Regions from separate parts of the Mus musculus genome. Here regions 2, 3 and 4 are each linked to region 1. A link is a contact called in public HiChIP or PLAC-seq and promoter capture Hi-C data. All regions are on one chromosome and are shown on one strand. The core of a region is the stretch at or near the end of the contact, and the rest is flanking DNA. Distances in the headings are between cores, read along the strand shown.

What was found. Promoter capture Hi-C pulls out the DNA fragments that hold promoters and counts their contacts. HiChIP or PLAC-seq counts read pairs in DNA pulled down with a chosen protein or histone mark.
Region 2: a promoter capture Hi-C map of liver shows a contact between it and region 1, with 2.8 times the contacts expected there. The contact joins the promoter of B230217C12Rik here to the promoter of Rapgefl1 in region 1. A contact is called at or near these places in 1 of 39 promoter capture datasets (liver) and 1 of 115 datasets of contacts at active chromatin or transcription factors (pancreatic cancer cells).
Region 3: a contact with region 1 is called in a FOXA1 HiChIP or PLAC-seq map of pancreatic cancer cells. The contact joins the promoter of Plxdc1 here to the promoter of Rapgefl1 in region 1. A contact is called at or near these places in 2 of 115 datasets of contacts at active chromatin or transcription factors (pancreatic cancer cells and pro-B cells) and 1 of 9 other capture datasets (pancreatic islet).
Region 4: a promoter capture Hi-C map of liver shows a contact between it and region 1, with 3 times the contacts expected there. The contact joins the promoter of Stac2 here to the promoter of Rapgefl1 in region 1. A contact is called at or near these places in 3 of 39 promoter capture datasets (liver and pre-B cells).

What each region holds. Positions count from the first base shown.
Region 1 is chr11:98,834,579-98,838,691 of GRCm38.p6, forward strand. It overlaps Rapgefl1 (Rap guanine nucleotide exchange factor (GEF)-like 1), which reads left to right and starts at 2,207. Exons shown (of 15, transcript NM_001080925.1): 1 at 2,207-3,095. The coding sequence starts at 2,576.
Region 2 is chr11:97,838,905-97,843,017 of GRCm38.p6, forward strand. It overlaps B230217C12Rik (RIKEN cDNA B230217C12 gene), which reads left to right and starts at 2,231. Exons shown (of 3, transcript NR_169086.1): 1 at 2,231-2,325; 2 at 2,570-2,672; 3 at 3,280-4,113.
Region 3 is chr11:97,984,448-97,988,560 of GRCm38.p6, forward strand. It overlaps Plxdc1 (plexin domain containing 1), which reads right to left and starts at 1,999. Exons shown (of 14, transcript NM_028199.3): 1 at 1,791-1,999. The coding sequence starts at 1,869. It overlaps n-TCgca55 (a tRNA gene), which reads right to left and starts at 3,870; the gene lies at 3,799-3,870.
Region 4 is chr11:98,051,279-98,055,391 of GRCm38.p6, forward strand. Stac2 (SH3 and cysteine rich domain 2) reads right to left here and starts at 2,184. Exons shown (of 11, transcript NM_146028.4): 1 at 1,615-2,184. The coding sequence starts at 1,704.

The sequences.
Region 1 (4,113 bases), core at 957-3,456:
CATGGTCTCCCTGGTTGGTCATGCAAAAAATGTCAGCCAACCCTCTGGGTAGGTTACTGGCAGGAGAAAGGAATGTTGGGGTGCCTTCTCACCCTTGCCTCTTCCCCAGTCCTGCTGTTAGATCCCATTGCTCTCCCTGTTGCCCTGGTAACTAGCTCAGCAAGAAGAAACTCAAGCTCAGCAAAGCCCTCGGGTTCTCTCTGCCCCCCCCCCCCCAGCCTGCTTCTCAGTGGGCAGAGATAATGGGAGTTTAAGGGACAGATAGATTACTGCCTTAGGTAGCCCTGTCCAATACCTTTGTAGAAGCCCATGGGTTGGACTGACTCAGTTAAGCTTGTTGGCCTCCATTTCCACTGTTAAGTAATTGAATACCACCCTACCATTCTCTTCGGTTTTCTCATGGTAATGTAGATGCCCTATCAGTTTTCCCGCTGTGGGTCAGTCCATGGACCTACCTGTAGGTGACTCAAAACATCAAGGATTTGCAATTGCCAGATCTTCTTACAGCTGCAGTTGACCTAGAGCAGTGATTTCCAACACTGGCTGTTTGAATCACCTGGGGAGCTTTCTAAACTAACAGAGACCTTGGGCCTGCCACAGGATCCCATAATGGATCTAGGGTGTGACCTGGACATCAGCAATTCCAAAAAGCTCCCATGCGGTTTCAGTGTGTAGCCAGAACGGAAGCCACTGCTGCTCCAGGAGGACCACAAATTAATGCTTCCTTTGCTTCTGATTCAAGGTCTTGAATGTAGTGACTGCCACTTTCTGTAACTGGAAGGGTCTAGAGTCCGATTCCCCAAGCATTTAGTTTCTAGAAGTCTCTCGGTCCCTTTTTATTTCCAGCTCCCACACCCTTCACACTCCCCAATTTTTCACCCTTCCTAACCGACAATCCCAAATCCTGCCCAGAGAAGAGGTTACCAAGGCAACCGGCTTAATCTGGTAACTGTGGCATGTGCAGAAGAGAAGCCCTCCCCTCTTCTTGGTTCCTAAAAGGTTACCTGGGGAGCTCTAAGCCACTCTGGCCAGTTCCTACTTCCAACCTTAAGAGAGGCCGAGTGTCCAATTAAGGCTGTCCAGGAAACCAATGCTCAGATCCAGCTTCATAGCAAAATCGGAGCTTTTTTTTTTCTTTTTCTTTTTCTTTTTCTTTTTTTTTTTTTTTTTGTTCCCTCTCCAAATCCCCAGATGGGTGTGCAGAGCTTTATTTCTGTGAACACATGCTCTAGCACACATGGAACTGAGTTTGCACCGACAGCAACACAAGTGTAGTACACACCCTGTCAGTTTCACCACTCCCAGCTCTTAGCATTCCTGTCCATCCATGCCTTGCTGAGGCACAGTAAACAGGGGTGGGACTTTGCCCAAGGAACACCAGCCCACCAGGAACCCGGTGCCACTCCTTCACCATGTATACCAAGCCTGGATGTGTTCACACTGTCTCTACAGCCCCATCCTAGTGGAGTGTACCCTGGGAGACAGAATGCTCTGGCGTAGCCACCAGGAGTAAGGGCAATATTTCTCCCATTCTATGGCTATATACACTAATGTGCTAGGTGATGGATGATAGTTGGCAGTTTGGGGACTTACACATCTCTTCAGTCTTGCTTCCCTTCGCTACCACCTGGGCTAAGATGCCCTTGTGCTTTTGGTCGTCTCTTTCAGTCTACTATCTCTTTTCACCCCAATTAGACCTGCCACAACCTGCTGGCCTCTGCCTGGCTCTTTCCTACTTGCCAGTACTTGCCTTACAGGGCGGCCCTGCACCACCCCCTAAACCCTATCAGAAAGGAATATGGGTACCGCCCCCAGTGCCAATACCAGTTTACCCAAGACGCCGTCCCAGCCCTTCTCAACAGGTGGAAGATAATGACCAAATAAAATTGTGGGAAAGATGCAAAGAGTTCAGCAGTCTTTATAAGCCTCACCTGTGCACAGGTAGGCGTGCCAAGGTCAAACATATGCCCTGGTTATTTGAAATGCTCAAAAGAGACCCGGTAATCAAGAGCCAGGAGTCCTCTGCTTTGGTAGATCTCTCCCTCGCCTTTGCCCTTCTGCGACTGTCAGAAACCCAAGTCCTAATTTTCCTCGCGGTCAGCGCCAGAGCCCAAGTTCAAGCCTCGCGCGGCCGGGCGGGGGCGGGCCTAAGCAGGGTAGGGGCGGGGACTGGAGGAGGGGGCGCGGTCTCAATTCTGCCACCTTCCCCGGGGCCAGGAGCGCAGCCGCCGCCGCGTCCTCAGCCTTGCGCTCCGCCCGCTGCCTCTGTCGCCTCAGCCCGGCCCCGGAGCGCTGAGACGGGGACACCAGCCCCTCAGCCTGCCAACCCTTCGGCCGCAGCCGGCATGGGGGGCCGCTGAGAGCGAGCTCCTCTTCCCTCTGGCACCTCCCCCGGCCACTGGCCACTGGACTCTGGCCAGCGAGGCTCGGCCACCTCTCGCTCGCAGTCCGACGCCTGGCACGGCCCTCGGCTCTGCTCCCCCGGCTCTGAGCATCGTGTCCCCGCCTCCCCCCGCCCGCGCCTGGGACACCTGGGTCCCCCGGCGGCCCCTAAGAGAGGGGCGGGGGGGGGGGCATGAAGCCACTGGAGAAATTTTTGAAGAAGCAGACGTCTCAGCTGGCGGGGCGAGCGGTGACTGGAGGTCCCGGCGGGGGTCCGGGTTGCTGCGGAGGGCCTGGAGGGGGTGGGGGCCCTGGTGGGGGCGGCGGTCCGGCCGGGGGACTGCGGCCACTGCAGCGGCGTCAGAGCGTGTCTCGCCTGCTGCTCCCAGCTTTCCTCCGAGAGCCCCCAACCGAGCCCGGGCTGGAGCCGCCCGTTGAGGAGGAAGGGGGAGAGCCATTAGGGGTCTCTGAGGAGCCGGGCAGTGGGGGGCCCTGTTGGCTGCAGCTAGAGGAGGTTCCCGGGCCTGGGCCGATAGGATCTGGGGTGCCCCTGCGCTCTCCTTCCTCGTACTCCTCAGATGAGCTATCCCCCGGCGAACCCCTGGCTTCACCACCCTGGGCCCCCCTGGGCGCCCCCGAGCGGCCAGAGCATCTTCTGAACCGGGTTCTGGAGCGCCTGGCTGGAGGGACCACCAGGGACAGCAGCGCCTCAGGTAAGCCTGCTCATCCATCCCAGAGCAAGAGAGCACGGGGTTGGGGGTGGGAGGTGAGGGATTGGCCCGGGGGATGCTCCCTGATTGTTTTTTCTTGTCCTCAGTGTTGGTGTAGAGGATGAGGGGAAGCCCGAAGTAATGTAGGGGAAGGGGCATGGTAATGCGCACCCACCTTCCTCCCCACATTAGCTTCATTCTAGGGGAAGAAGGGAAACCATCTCTCTCCTTCAACTACCCTCCCTCTCTCTCGGCTATTTAAGCCAGTCTCCCACGAGCCCTTGATACTGCCTACCTCCTCCCACGCCCCTAAATTAGGGCCTGACACCCTAAGGTGGACGCTTTCCCGCTGAGGTTGTACGCTGCCCTCCAGACCATAGCTGAGGCCTGAAAACCGCTGACAGGAGTCCCTGGCTGTGTAGGAGCGCCTCACTTGGTGGGGCCATGTGGATAGTCACAGAACTCGGCTGCTTTTATTGGGGATGAATTCGAAGGTCTCTAAGGGAAGATACCAGGAGACTGCAGCATCCAGAAGGCTTTGGGCCTCCGTAGCACCCACCCTTCCCATGCCATGCCTCAGCAGAGGGCCTTTTTTAAAAAAATAATAACCACACCCTGAGAAGCCTGAGATGATGCCATTTCACCCACTATGAGAATGCCAGCACCCTATTAAAGGGCTTCTGAGGAACGTAGGCCCCCACATCGCTAGTTGGAATAGATGTAGAGATATCAGGGTCTTTAGATCTAACTAGGCACTCCACTAAACCCAGAAGGGGCTTAGGGTTGAGAGACCAAGCTTGAGACCCTAAAGAGGAGGGTGTTAGGAGTTACCCTTCCTTCTCTGCAAGGCATTCTGGCTCTAGGAGTGGAGTGTCACCCTCTACTCCATTTTTGTCCTGAAGGTCGGGGTCCCCTCTTTTGGCTCAGGCTGCAGTTGCCCTGGGGAGCTGACACCTTTTGGATTTAATTAGAAAAATATCAGACACACACAGCTCTCTTAACCATAACTTCCCGCCTACAC
Region 2 (4,113 bases), core at 981-3,480, 1.0 Mb before region 1:
TCTTCCTACCCTGACACTTGCTTTCTCCTTGAGGACATAGCCCGGCCCTTCAGTGACATCACCAGTGACAGCTCTGCCCACCCTGGGGTACTGTCACACTCGAGGCTGGCATTCCCTGAGTTCAGAGGGCCCCTCACACTGTCCTCCCTCTTCAGTTAAGCATCTTCCTTCTAGCCACCAGTGTCCTCCTGGACAGTTGGGAGGTGTCATTCATTCAAGTTCCTGCTGGCCTTGGGAAGCAGGCTACTCTGCAAGAGTTCAAGCCAACCAGTGAGCTCAGCTCAGGCTTTCTAGCCCAGAGTGTACTGCCACGTTTGACTTGTAAATTGATAGCAAGTAGGACAGCCCACAGAGCCACGGAGCCTGGAGAAACCCTCCACAGGGTAGTCTGGCAGGCAGCGGGAGGCAGTCTTCCCTCTCCCGTCTCCCAGCTCTGGGATGGCCCGTCCCCAGCCAGCTTGATGGCAAACACTGCAGCCTCTTTGCTCCTGGGAAGGCATCTGTGCTGAGCAATACAGCACCGCTGGACCCTGACTCCTGGTCGGCAGCCACCTGGCCAGAGGCTTTGTGGAGAGGGGCATTTCCTACCTGGGTTTCACGTGAAAGCATTCTCTGGACTCCCTCCGGAACAGCAGGGAGAGGCAAGGGCTAAGTGTAATCTGAGTGAGCTGAGTGTGGGGAGTGCTCCAGGCAGGGGAAGGACCTAGCAGCGTTCGAGTTTCCCAAGAGCAGCCCAAAAGCCTGTGACCCAGTGTGGCCTTGTCTGCTGGACTCGCCTGCTCAGGAGGGCTCCCCTCTTGAGAGTGGACTAAGTTCCTGTTAGAAAGGGTGTTACTGGCCGGGCGCAGTGGTGCACGACTTTAATCCCAGCACTCGGGAGGCAGAGGCAGGTGGATTTCTGAGTTTGAGGCCAGCCTGGTCTACAAAGTGAGTTCCAGGGCTGCAGGGAAACCCTGTCTCAAAAAACCAAAAAAAAAAAAAAAAAAAAAAAAAAAAAAAAAGAAAAGAAAAAAGAAAGGGGGTTATTAAGATCTCAAGGTCTAGACCCTTCAAAGAAAATATTTGGGGAGAGTCTAAGAATGCCAGACCTTAGAAACTGACCTATAGAAATCCTTTCCTTTTTAATAAACAGTTGGTACACAACACAAAGCAGAAAGAATCAAAATACATCGCAGTGGGTGTGGGTTTTTTTTTTTTAATGTGATTGTTTATGTATGTGTGTGTACACCAAAGGGCATGTGTGGACATCACAGGACAACTAACAGAAAGGAGTCCTTGTCTTTCCACTGTGGGCCCCAGGGATTGAACTCAGGTCCTCAGGTTTGGTGTACAACACCATTACCCCTTGAGCCCTATCATTGAGTTTTTGTAAGATTCGGTCCCTCAGAAGAAACCACATGAAAGCCAGCTGTAATGGCAGTGCTCAGAGGCTGAGAGGTAGAGTCAGGAGAATCCAGTCAAGGGCCAGCCTGGGCTAACTGAGACTCCCTCAAGACAAAATAAAACAACAACAATAATTAATAATAATACAAAAAGAAACAACAAAACCATGCTTGGATTTGCATCTCTAGACACTAGGAGCGGGTGTGAGTGGGTTTTTTGCTGTTTTCTCTGATGACGACACGAGGTAAATTCAGAAGATCCAGAGAAAACAAACGGGGGAAACTGGCACCACAGAAGGGAAGGAGAGACCTCATGTGACACAAATGAGCTTGGGCTCTGAGGATCTCCCAGACCAACAAGGCAAGCCAGCGTCTGGTGGAATGTGAGAGGCTCGCTTTGACTCCTGCCCCCTATTGACAAGTTGTTAAATTTATCACGCAAGCTCCTGACCACCCTTGAGCTCAGGCTTTAAAAGACTTCAGACTGGTTGAAATGACCCCCAGCACAGTGAGAAAACTCAGATCCATGCCCAGGGTCGCCCTACCCCCACCCCTCGCCTCCTGAGACTCACATGAGACCTTCCTCTATGTTCTCTGAACTAGGTAATGGCCCACAAAACTGGCAACAATTTGTCTTCTGAGATAGATTACCAGAGATGTGTGAGAGGGAGAAGGAAAAAGGAAGGCAGAAAAATCCATTCCTAAGGAGTCTGTAGAGATCCTCCGCTCACACCTTCCGGAGCAGCCCACTCAGTGCAGAAACTGTATCTAAATAGAGATAGCGGTTTTTTTGTTTTGTTTTTTTTTTTCCACACAAAGGGGCGGGGCTGGCTTCCTGGGAAGAAATTAAACCTCTCCGGTTTTGCCTGGTCTAAAAGTAGCTGTTCCCTGGTTACCCACCGTGGACTTTGTGATTGGCTGGCCGTGATGGTGGAGGTGGAGAGTAAGTTGCTGATGGGGTTGCAGCATCCCTTAGCTTCAGGTCCCCGGGAGGGGGAGGGAACAGGAAGCGGGAGGGAAGAGGAGCCATTTCTCCGCGCTGACCGACCTCCACGCTTGCAGCTCCCACTTCCCCGGAATCGAGGGGACTCCTCTGCTTGTACTGAGCCATGCTGGATATTTTCATCCTCATGTTCTTTGCCATCATAGGCCTGGTGGTTCTGTCCTACATAATTTACCTTCTCTAGTGGCCTGGCGCTGCAGGGGCTGCGAGGGGAAGGATGGAGCTGAAGGGCCGAGCATCCTGCTTGCTGACGCACCGGTGGAGTTTTGCTTCTGGTCATTATTCGGGTATTGATTAAAAAAAAAAAATGAAAAGAAAGCTTGTTTTTGTATCTATTTGTCATACACATTGACGTAGCATTTCTTGGATCAATGTGAAAAGAATAAGAAAGGCCAGCTTTCTTTGGGAATTGATTTAAAATGTTATTTCTTAAAAATAAACATCACTACAAATAAGTAAATAAATAAATATAAATAAAATGCACTAGGTTTTAGGTAGGATGGGAGGGAGTGTGCTGGGGGGTGGAGGGGGACAGACTATTATTTCCTAATTTCCTTCCAGGTAGATGCAAAACCAAGTTGTCCATTCTCTCCTGACAATGACTACAGTACATCCTTATGTGTGGACAAGGCAGTTTTCAAATCTGCTGGCATAATTGTATTCATTAATTCACTGCTGCGCCATAACTGCATTCATTAGTTCACTAGTGATTAACTCCCACTTGAGAAAAAATAGCAAATGAAACCTACTTGGGGTAAGGGGTGAGGGAGATGCCCACTTTCCCCAGTTGTGTAGAGGAATGGGGAGGATTCTCAGAACTCCTGCTAGTTCCTGACCAGTAGGGGTACCCCTGCTGCAGTTTGCAGCTGACCATTGTTTTTGGGTTTCCCACAGCTCCTGTGTCGGGTCCAGCAAGAGGCCTCTCACCACCAGCAGCAATCCTGAGGCCCAACTGATCTCTTCCAGTGTATCCGGATGTGGCTGACCCTTGGCACGAAGGCATTCTGTGAGGCAGGGGCACTCCTGGGGACATCAGGAGTTAGTCCAAGAATGCCAGCCACTGGCAGCTGCTGCATGCGATTGAGCTGTAGACAGGGACTATTCAGAATATGGAAGATTGGAACAGTGAAGTCAGAGTGGAGACTGCCCAAACATTCATATGGACAGCCTTTCCTTAGGTCTAAATGCAACTGCACACGATGCTAAAATATTCTTTGCTTTCTGCTTCACAAGCAGGCGTTCCCTTGTAACCTCAAGGGCAAACACTGATCAGTAATTTACAGTTTGTACAGCCTGAGGTTGCGTGGTTTCCCTTGACTTACAACCCATCCCCCACCCTCAAAATTCCCGTTATTTGCATTCTTTAAGGTTTATCATTTCTTCCCTCCTTTTCTCATTTGTTCCCAGCTCCTTAGTTGACTAGAGGCGCATGGTTGTAAAGTCCTTATTCTTTGTGCTTACCTATAAAGCATTGAAACAAAATGGCTATATTAATTTAGGAGAAAAACTTTACCCTAAATGGAAGGGTTTGAAAACTTTAAAAAAAATTTTAAACGTTCCTTTATCTTTAAAATAACAAAGCTGTTATTTCCTTGTCCAATTAGGGTTCAAACAAACAAACAAACAAACACACAAACAAACTGTGTTTTAGGATACAGCATGGATCTGACCCCAAATCCGTGTTATCTATTATTCCCTTAAAGACTCTACCATAATTGCTCTGCATTG
Region 3 (4,113 bases), core at 749-3,248, 850 kb before region 1:
TCTGCCTGACTACAGGCTGCTTCTGGGCTCTCCTCAGTAGACTCCTTCCTTCTTCAGGTCATCGATGCCTCCTGTGTCCCTTGTAAGGATGATGATGGGAACAAGACTGTAGGGATGGAGGAACACCAGCCCTGATGGGGACACCATTGCCCCAGGTGGAGCTAGGCCTCCTTGGGTCCCCCACTCCCACCCCCTCATTGACCTCAGGGGCTCTATCATACAGAGCAAGCAGCCAGTCTCCATGAAGGACCCCTCCCAGCCTTCCCCATTCCCCCACATCCTCAGATGGCCTCTACAAAACCTTACTACCAAACCCAGCCCAACCTGGGATGAGTCAACAATTGCCCTGACGGCTTTTTACAGCTTCCTAGGGTCTAACCTCAATCTCACTTGCTGCAGATGCCCGATGTCTTCCAGATGAATCTAAAAGCAGAGACGGCTAAGTAGTCTGTACTTACAAAAGTGACACTTGTCTCTGGGTCCCCTGATGTAGCCAGCTCCCTTCCTCAACCCTCTCCTCGGCCCAAATCCCTCATCAACCCAGCCATATCTGAGTTCAGGAAACACACCAGCCTAAGGCTGAAAAGGACTCGGGACTTAACCCACTCAGTCCCTTTCTAGTTACCATTTTAAGATAAATTATCAGTTGCCTGTACCTGTCCGAGAAGTAAAGAATATCTTAAGGGGGAAAAATAATCTTTCATAACTCCACCTTCAAGAGCCAAAGATTTAGTCAAGAACCTCTTTTTATACATCAAAAACTGAGCCCAGAGAAAGTAACTTGGGTAAGTAACTCGCCCAAGGTCACACAGCAAGTGAGACAACAGAACTAAAAGCTAAGTGCTCAGCTACCTTCTGTGGGAGCCACCATGGACACCGATGGGTCCACACTAGTCTCTGGACATGTGACTTCTCTGTCCTCTACCCCCGCAGTCACCACCAGCATCCTCCACTCATACCATCTCATCCCAACCCAGATTCATTTGGACTACCTACCTACCGTGACCATCAAAGTCAAGAACACAGTTAGGCACTATGCTGACACAACAGCAAGTGGGACACTCACTTCCCTTTTAAGGAGCTTGTGAAATCACCCTTATTCCCAGCCCCCACCTCCCCGAGAAAGCCTGGGTGCAGAAACTAAACCATATATATTTTTAAAAACGGCCTTTCTTGATAACGTGAGGGATTCAAAGTAGATCCCTGAAAGGACCTCAAGAGGAAGAAATGGCTTGAGAAACTGGTCTAGAGGAAAGAGGAGTGTGCAGAATGGAAGCTCCTCCTCCACCCTCACCCCCTTACCTCCATGCTCAGCCTGTGCAACTGAGAACCGAGCAGAACCTAGCAGGGGGGAGAAGGGAACCCTTGACCCTGGGAGATCGGGGAGCAGCTGGCTGCTTTTTCCTGGGGTCCCTGCCTCTCCACCAGTACGCAATAGGTAGGGGAAGCAAGTTAGACGGCCAGGCTGGTGCCAGGATGTCTCCCATCCTCCGGCGACTCCCACGCAGTCACAAGCCCAACTGGGACCCCACCTAGAGCAGCTGAGAGAGGCAGCAGGGAAGAGCATGGAAAAGAAAAGCAAACGCCTCTCTGAAATGATCGCCGGTCCCTGTGACTATTCTGGAGACCCCGGCCTGGGTCCCTCCACGTCCTTCCGACAGCAGTAGGAGGTGCGCACCCTCTGTGCGCACACAGAGAAAGTAGGGTCCTTGTCCCCTATCCCTGGCGTCCTGAGGACAGGACCCAGGTCCCGCTGGCGGGTCTGCACCTGCCCTGGCCGCGCGTCCTACCTGCGGGTGTTGCGGGACTGAGCGCGCGCGCGGCCCCGCGGAGTAGCAGCAACTGCAGCAACCAGAGCTGAGCTCGCATGGTGGGCGCGGACGACCTCCGGGTCTGCGCGGCGGCGGCGGCGGCTGCAGAGGGAGCAGCCCCGGGCTGGGCGAGCGGGGAGCGGGAGCGGAGCGGGCAGGGCGAGCGAAGCACGGCGCTGCGGCCTTGGGGAGCGCGGGCGGGAGAACCCAGAGGGCGGGGCGCAACGCTGGGGTCCCCGCCTCCCGGAGCTCCGCGCCGCACCCCACGGGACCCGGGACCGCGCCGGGACATCTCTGGTTACCGAGAGAACCCCGCTGCCCCAGAAACCTAAGTAAAAGGCCGAGGTGAAGGGCCCCAGGAAGCGCCCCTACTTGGGCCGTTGGCTCCCACCACCCATCCCAAGAGCATGCGACTTTCTGAGCTAGTCCTTGTACTTCTGTGGCTTCCTGGTGTTCTACATAAGTGCACACACAGACACGCACCAGGAATCTCCCGCAGTCGAACCGCGCCCCCCCCCCCCGCCCCCCAGCTTCTACCCCAGAAGAGGCACGAATTGCGTCTCCCCAGTTGACTGCTTCACAGCCCATCTCCAGCACCGACCCCACCCCATTCCATCCCACACCCACACCCCCCTCCCGTCCAGCAGACATGTAGGTGCTCGAGACTGGCACATTCCCACTTTGAAACAGCTCGGTGCCCCTTCCACAGAAAGGCCAGATCAGTCCAAGATAGACCCAGAGCCAGAAGTGGCGCCCACTGCCACCACACTTTACCGGACTCTGGGAATAGGGCACTTCCCCCCCACCCCACCCCCTTCAAGTATGGAATAAAAATACCCGCAATTTAGGAGATTTAATAGACGGCATGGAATCAGGTCAAGGCACGAAGGTGCCTGTGACCTACTTCATGGGAAGGAGAAGAACTGGGGCCTAGAGAGTGGAGAGGACTGAGGGGCCCCTGGCTTCCTCTGTGTAGGGGACCTGGAGAGTGCGGAAAGAAAGGGTGCAGAGACTGCTTCCTGGGACTTATCCCCAGAAGAAGGCTGCAGCTGGGGACAGAAGTAGAGTGTGGGCTTAAGTAGGTGAGTGGCCTGGCACTGAGGTCAAAAGAAGGACCAAGAAAGGAAATGAATCCCAGTGTCACTCTCCTCTGGGTCCAAAAACCTAGAGGTGGTCTCCCCAAGACCTCAATATAATATTATGTAATACTATGAGCCAAGGCAAGCCCCGCAACCAAAGGGACTTTTGTTAGTTTTCCAGGTAAGGACTAACGCCGTCGACCAGGTTGGTTTCGAACTCACGATCACTCTTCAGTTTATTGAAGGGATTACAGAGGTGAGCCCACCAAACCTAGCCAGCCATTGACTTTCTAATTCCTTGCCTGAATTCTCCCAGGACAGCCTCTGGGGTATCGAAGAAACCGTCCCTTCCAGATGTGGCCTCCTACCGCCACCCAGTGGACCCGTGATGAGCCACGGGGCTGCCGTTTAGCTGATCTCTTGAAGAGTTAAGAGACTGCCCGCGCAGGCGCCGCGAAGGGCCTCTATAGTGTTCCAAGATGGACCTCCAGCCTCAATTCTGGTGTCGTCGTGCGCGGTCAGTCTCGGTGCCCGTTCTCCATAAAGTCTTGTATTGGGGCTCAGGCAAAAGCAACAACTTGGAAATATTAGAAGCAAATGGCGTGGACAAGTTTCTAACCGTAAGCCTCTAGAACTTGAGCATGCACGGGAAGTACTTCTCAGAACGCATATTTCTAGCCCCACCCAGGGATAGTTCACTGGGTCAGAGAGGAGGCCAAGAATCTTCATGTCTAGCACGAGCCCAAGTCCCGTGGTGCTAGTCACATTCGGAGAGCCACTGCCCTGAAAATTCCCAGTTCCTTACCACCGTCCCCGCTCCCTGACTGTTTGGGAGTTGGCGATGGAAATATTGCCATAAAAATATGCGGGACGTAATAAGGTCTTCCAAAGAAAAGAGTGAGCCTGCTAGGGGGCACCCGGATTTGAACCGGGGACCTCTTGATCTGCAGTCAAATGCTCTACCACTGAGCTATACCCCCTCTGCCGGTAGCTTTGCGTCAGTTACTACTTGGTGCTAGTCTAGCGCAGGCGCACTAAAGCGTCTTTAAAAGGGAAGACTGATTCGAAGTTATCAAGAAACACGAGGACCTGACCTACCAGATTACTAGCTTCAAAACAAAAGCTGTTTCCTGATGATCTGAGATTCCTTCCAAAGGCAGAAAAATACGTCCTCCAGAAGATAGAGGCGACGCCAGCGCTCCTCTGGGCGGATCCCACTCTTC
Region 4 (4,113 bases), core at 934-3,433, 780 kb before region 1:
CATTCCTTTCCAGGAGAGATTTGGCACTGTATGGGGTCTAAAATATGGACTAGAAGCCAGAGTCTAATTTTTAGATGGGAGCAGAAGGCCAAGTGTGTACTGAAGCCTTGGATGGGAGGGACCCAGGTATGGTGGCTCAGGGCTGTGATTTTAGCTCTCTGAGGTAGAGGAAAATGGCTAAAAGAGTTTGAGGCCAGCCCTGGATACACAGTGAGTTATAGCCCAGCTAAGGATACTTAGCAAGACTGCTGGTCTCAAAAAGCCAAGAGCCTTGGACACGGAGAGTGGCAGGGTCCCCAAGTGCAGGCACAGGGTAGCTACCTGGATAGCTTCAGTAAGACTCCATGCTAACCCTGCTCACTGCGGTGATGACCTTGACCTTGAATTAACCTCATATTCTTAAGGGTCCGGTCAAGATGGACAGAGAAGAAAGATGGTCGGTAGGAAGTGCTGTGTAGGAGCTTGTGACCCCAGAGAGCCTCAAGACACCGCCCATTTCTGGTTCTCACCACGTATTGCTTGGTCACAGGACCAGGACGGTAACAAACACCAGGGTGGAAGGGAGAAAGGAGGAAGTCTTGTCCTGAAGTCTAGGGAAGGGAGAGGGCTCCCTCCCACAGTATCCTCTCTTCCCATTTCCCGGCGCTCAGATAGCTTCCCACAGAACTTCATGAACATCTAGAAGTTGGGGAGGGGGCAGACTCATTAGGAGTGGGAGGTGGAATGTAAGCGACAGCCTCCCCCACCTCTTTCAGTGCCCGCAGTCTGGGCTCCGCCTGCCTTCATAGGAGAATAATTTATTCATTGTGACTCCCGCAAGAGTAACAATCATAGATAATTAGGGTTAATTATGACATTCATTAATTACGATGACTTCTTCTTTTGATTCTGCCCTCTCTCCTCCCCTCTCCTGGTTCTCCAAGCGGGGGGTGGGGCTGCCTCTGGCTCTGGAACCGCAACACTCCGGGTCCCCGCCCGCCACCGACGGCCCGCGCTGCCGCAGCCCCCAGCGCCGGCTTGAAAGCTGCGCACCCGGGGCCGCAGCCTTTCGGGCCCCCAGCCTAACCGGTCCGCGAGGTGCGTGCCAGGCTGCTGTGGGTCAGAGAGGGACGCCGGAGACACACAGAGGAGCACGTAGGGAAGCAAAGAGAAGCGGAGAGTCTGCACGCTCCGAGGAGACGGTTGTGGCTAGGAATTCAGAGGCAGGAGAGAGGGGGCCCCGGGGAGCCGCAGACAGCGATGTGGCGGCCCCGGGAGGGTGCGCCCCGCACGCACACACGCGCGCGTACACCGGCCCACACCCGCTACACACGGCCACACACGCCCTGCGCCTCCGCTGCGCCGATTCCCTCCAACAAAGCCGAGTTACAACCGCCCAGGAGGGAGCCGGAGCGCGTCGGCGCCTCGCGCGTTCTGGCGGGTCGTGCTCGTGTGATCTGCTCCTTGGGTCCCCTCGTCGCGAACCCTCTCCTCCTTCCCCGGCACGGCGCGCAGCCTTAGGAATCACGCGGGCCCGGTTTAGCTTCCGTAACCCCAAAGGGACCCAGCCACTGTGATCAGCGCTCCAAGTCAGAGATGCCCGGGCGGGGCCAGGCCTCGCACCCCACGACTTACCTTGGTTTCTTGGAGGGTGGAGACGGTCCCTGGGGGGGTATGGGTGGCCGCGTCATCCGGTTCATTCTCCTTCTCGCTCATTTCGGTCATGGTTGGGGTATAAAGGAAGAGAGGGTGCGGAGACCCGACGGCAGGCCCGCTGGGGTCAGGCTGTGAGTGGCGGGCGTCTCTTTGGGACTCTCAAGCCTTTCTCCAGGGGCAGCTCTTCAGTGACCCCAGGAGAAACCCTCCCAGGCAAAGCAGCCCCCTAACCCCAGGCACCAGGGGAGAAAGTTGTCGGTGTGGCAGGGGAGAGGGAGGCAATTACCCCGAGCCGCGGAAGCTGGACGACCCGGGGTGTGAGGACCAAGGGTCTGCAGAGGATGCTGCGCTCCGCGGGAGGAGGAGGGAAGTAGGGATGCGCGGATGTGCAAAGCCAGGGAACGACCGAGCTGTCCGAGTCCGGCCGGCTCCGCCGTCCTCTGCGCCCGCCCCCCATCTCCCTCCCCCTCCCCGCGCCGGCCCCAGCCTTGCACCCGGCGGCCCCTCCGCCCAGTCCTAGCCTCCCAACTTTGATTTAGGAGGTCGCCTGGTCCCTCCCCCTTCCCTCCGCCACTCCCCCGCGCAGCTATGCAAATGAAGGTTCTCAGCTATTGGCTGCGGTGGTGGCTAGGAGGGCCAGCTGGGTGGAGTCTTGGGGGGCTCGACAAGATGGGGAGGGGTTTGGAGGGTAAAGAAGCGGAGGGGTAGTTTTACAATGGAAAGCCCGAAATGGGGGCCGATAGGTGGGGAGACAAAATTGAAGGAGGGCTGGGACAATGATACTAGAGTCTGGAAATGCAAATAATTCGAGGATGCCGCAGAATAGCCGAGAGGAAAATCAAAGTTACAGCGTTCTGATAGTGCACATTGGAAGATGCCGCACCTTGACAGAGAAAAAGACCCGCTCGCCCCATTAACTTGATGCCTTTCTAGAATCTCATCAAATTATACATACCACTACTAGACTTATAGACGCTCCCTGAAGCAGAGAACAGGCTGTTTTGTGTGTGTTTATGATCCGCGTGCTCTTATGTCTGACTGTATGAGAAGCGCACGTGTGAGTTTGGTTGGCAGAGGTTAGCTTCCAGTTCCATTCCTCAGGAGCCATCTACCAAGAAATTTGAGTCTGAGTCTCTCATTGTAAGCCAATTTGGCTAGAGTGGCTGGCCGTGGAGCCCCAGAAATCCTGTCTACTTTCCCAGTGCTGTGGATTTGGCCCTTTTAAATAGAGGCTGGAGATTAAAGTCAGGCCCTTATACTTGAATGATTTTAAACTATCCTAGCGTGCCGGGGCGTGGTGGCACACACCTTTAATCCCAGCACTTGGGAGGCAGAGGCAGGAGGATTTCTGAGTTCAAGGCCAGCCTGGTCTACAGAGTGAGTTCCAGGACAACCAGGGCTACACAGAGAAATCCTGTCTCAAAAAACCAAACCAAACAAAACAACAACAACAACAAAAAACTATCCTAGCAGTCTACATTTTTTATTTTTGAGACAGGGTCTGTCTATGTCTCCCAGGTTGGCCTGGAATGCACTATGTAGCCCAGGCTGGCTTCAAACGCATCATCTTCCTGCTGCAGTCTCCCTAATGTTAAGGTTACAGACTGAAGACACCTTAATGAGTCAAAAGTGAAGCCAAACCAGGCATGGTGGTGCATGCCTATAATACCAGCAACCGAGAGCCAGAGGAAGCCATATCTCTCTGTGAATTTCAGGCCAGTCTCATCTACAAAGTAAGTTCAGACCAGTTAAGATTATAGTGAGATCCTATCTCAAAAGAAAAAATAGCCGGGCGGTGGTGGTGCACGCCTTTAATCCCAGCACTTGGGAGGCAGAGGCAGGTGGATTTCTGAGTTCCAGGCCAGCCTGGTCTACAGAGTGAGTTCCAGGACAGCCAGGGCTACACAGAGAAACCTGTCTTAAAAACTAAAAACAAAAAACCAAAATCAAAAACAAAAAAATAAAAAATAAAAATAAAACAAAACTCAAACTGAAAAAAAGGCTAGGGCAGACAGCTTTTCGTTGTGGATGGAAAATCAGGCAACCATGAGCCTTAGTTTTCCTGTCTGGACTTGAGCAGAAATGGACTTCCATTATCATCCAGGAAGTCTCCAAACCTCTCTAAGTTAGGCTCTTCTAAAATCCTGCAACACCTGAAATATGGTCACCCATAGGCCCTGGTGTTCTCTCCCCACTCAGTCTGAAGGTGCTTCCTCTTATTCCTCTTCCTCTTCTAAAATATCTTTATTCTTATTTTATGTGCATTAGTGTTTTGCCTACATGTGTAGGTGTGAGAGTGTCAGATTCCCTGGAACTGAAGTTACAGACAGTTGTGAGCTGCCACATGGGTGTTGGGAATTGAACCCAGATCCTCTGGAAGAGCAACCAGTGTTCTTAACCACTGAGCCATCTCTCCATCCCCTAAAGGTGCACCTTCTAATGCATGGCTATAAACCCGTACTTATTTCCCCAGGCCTT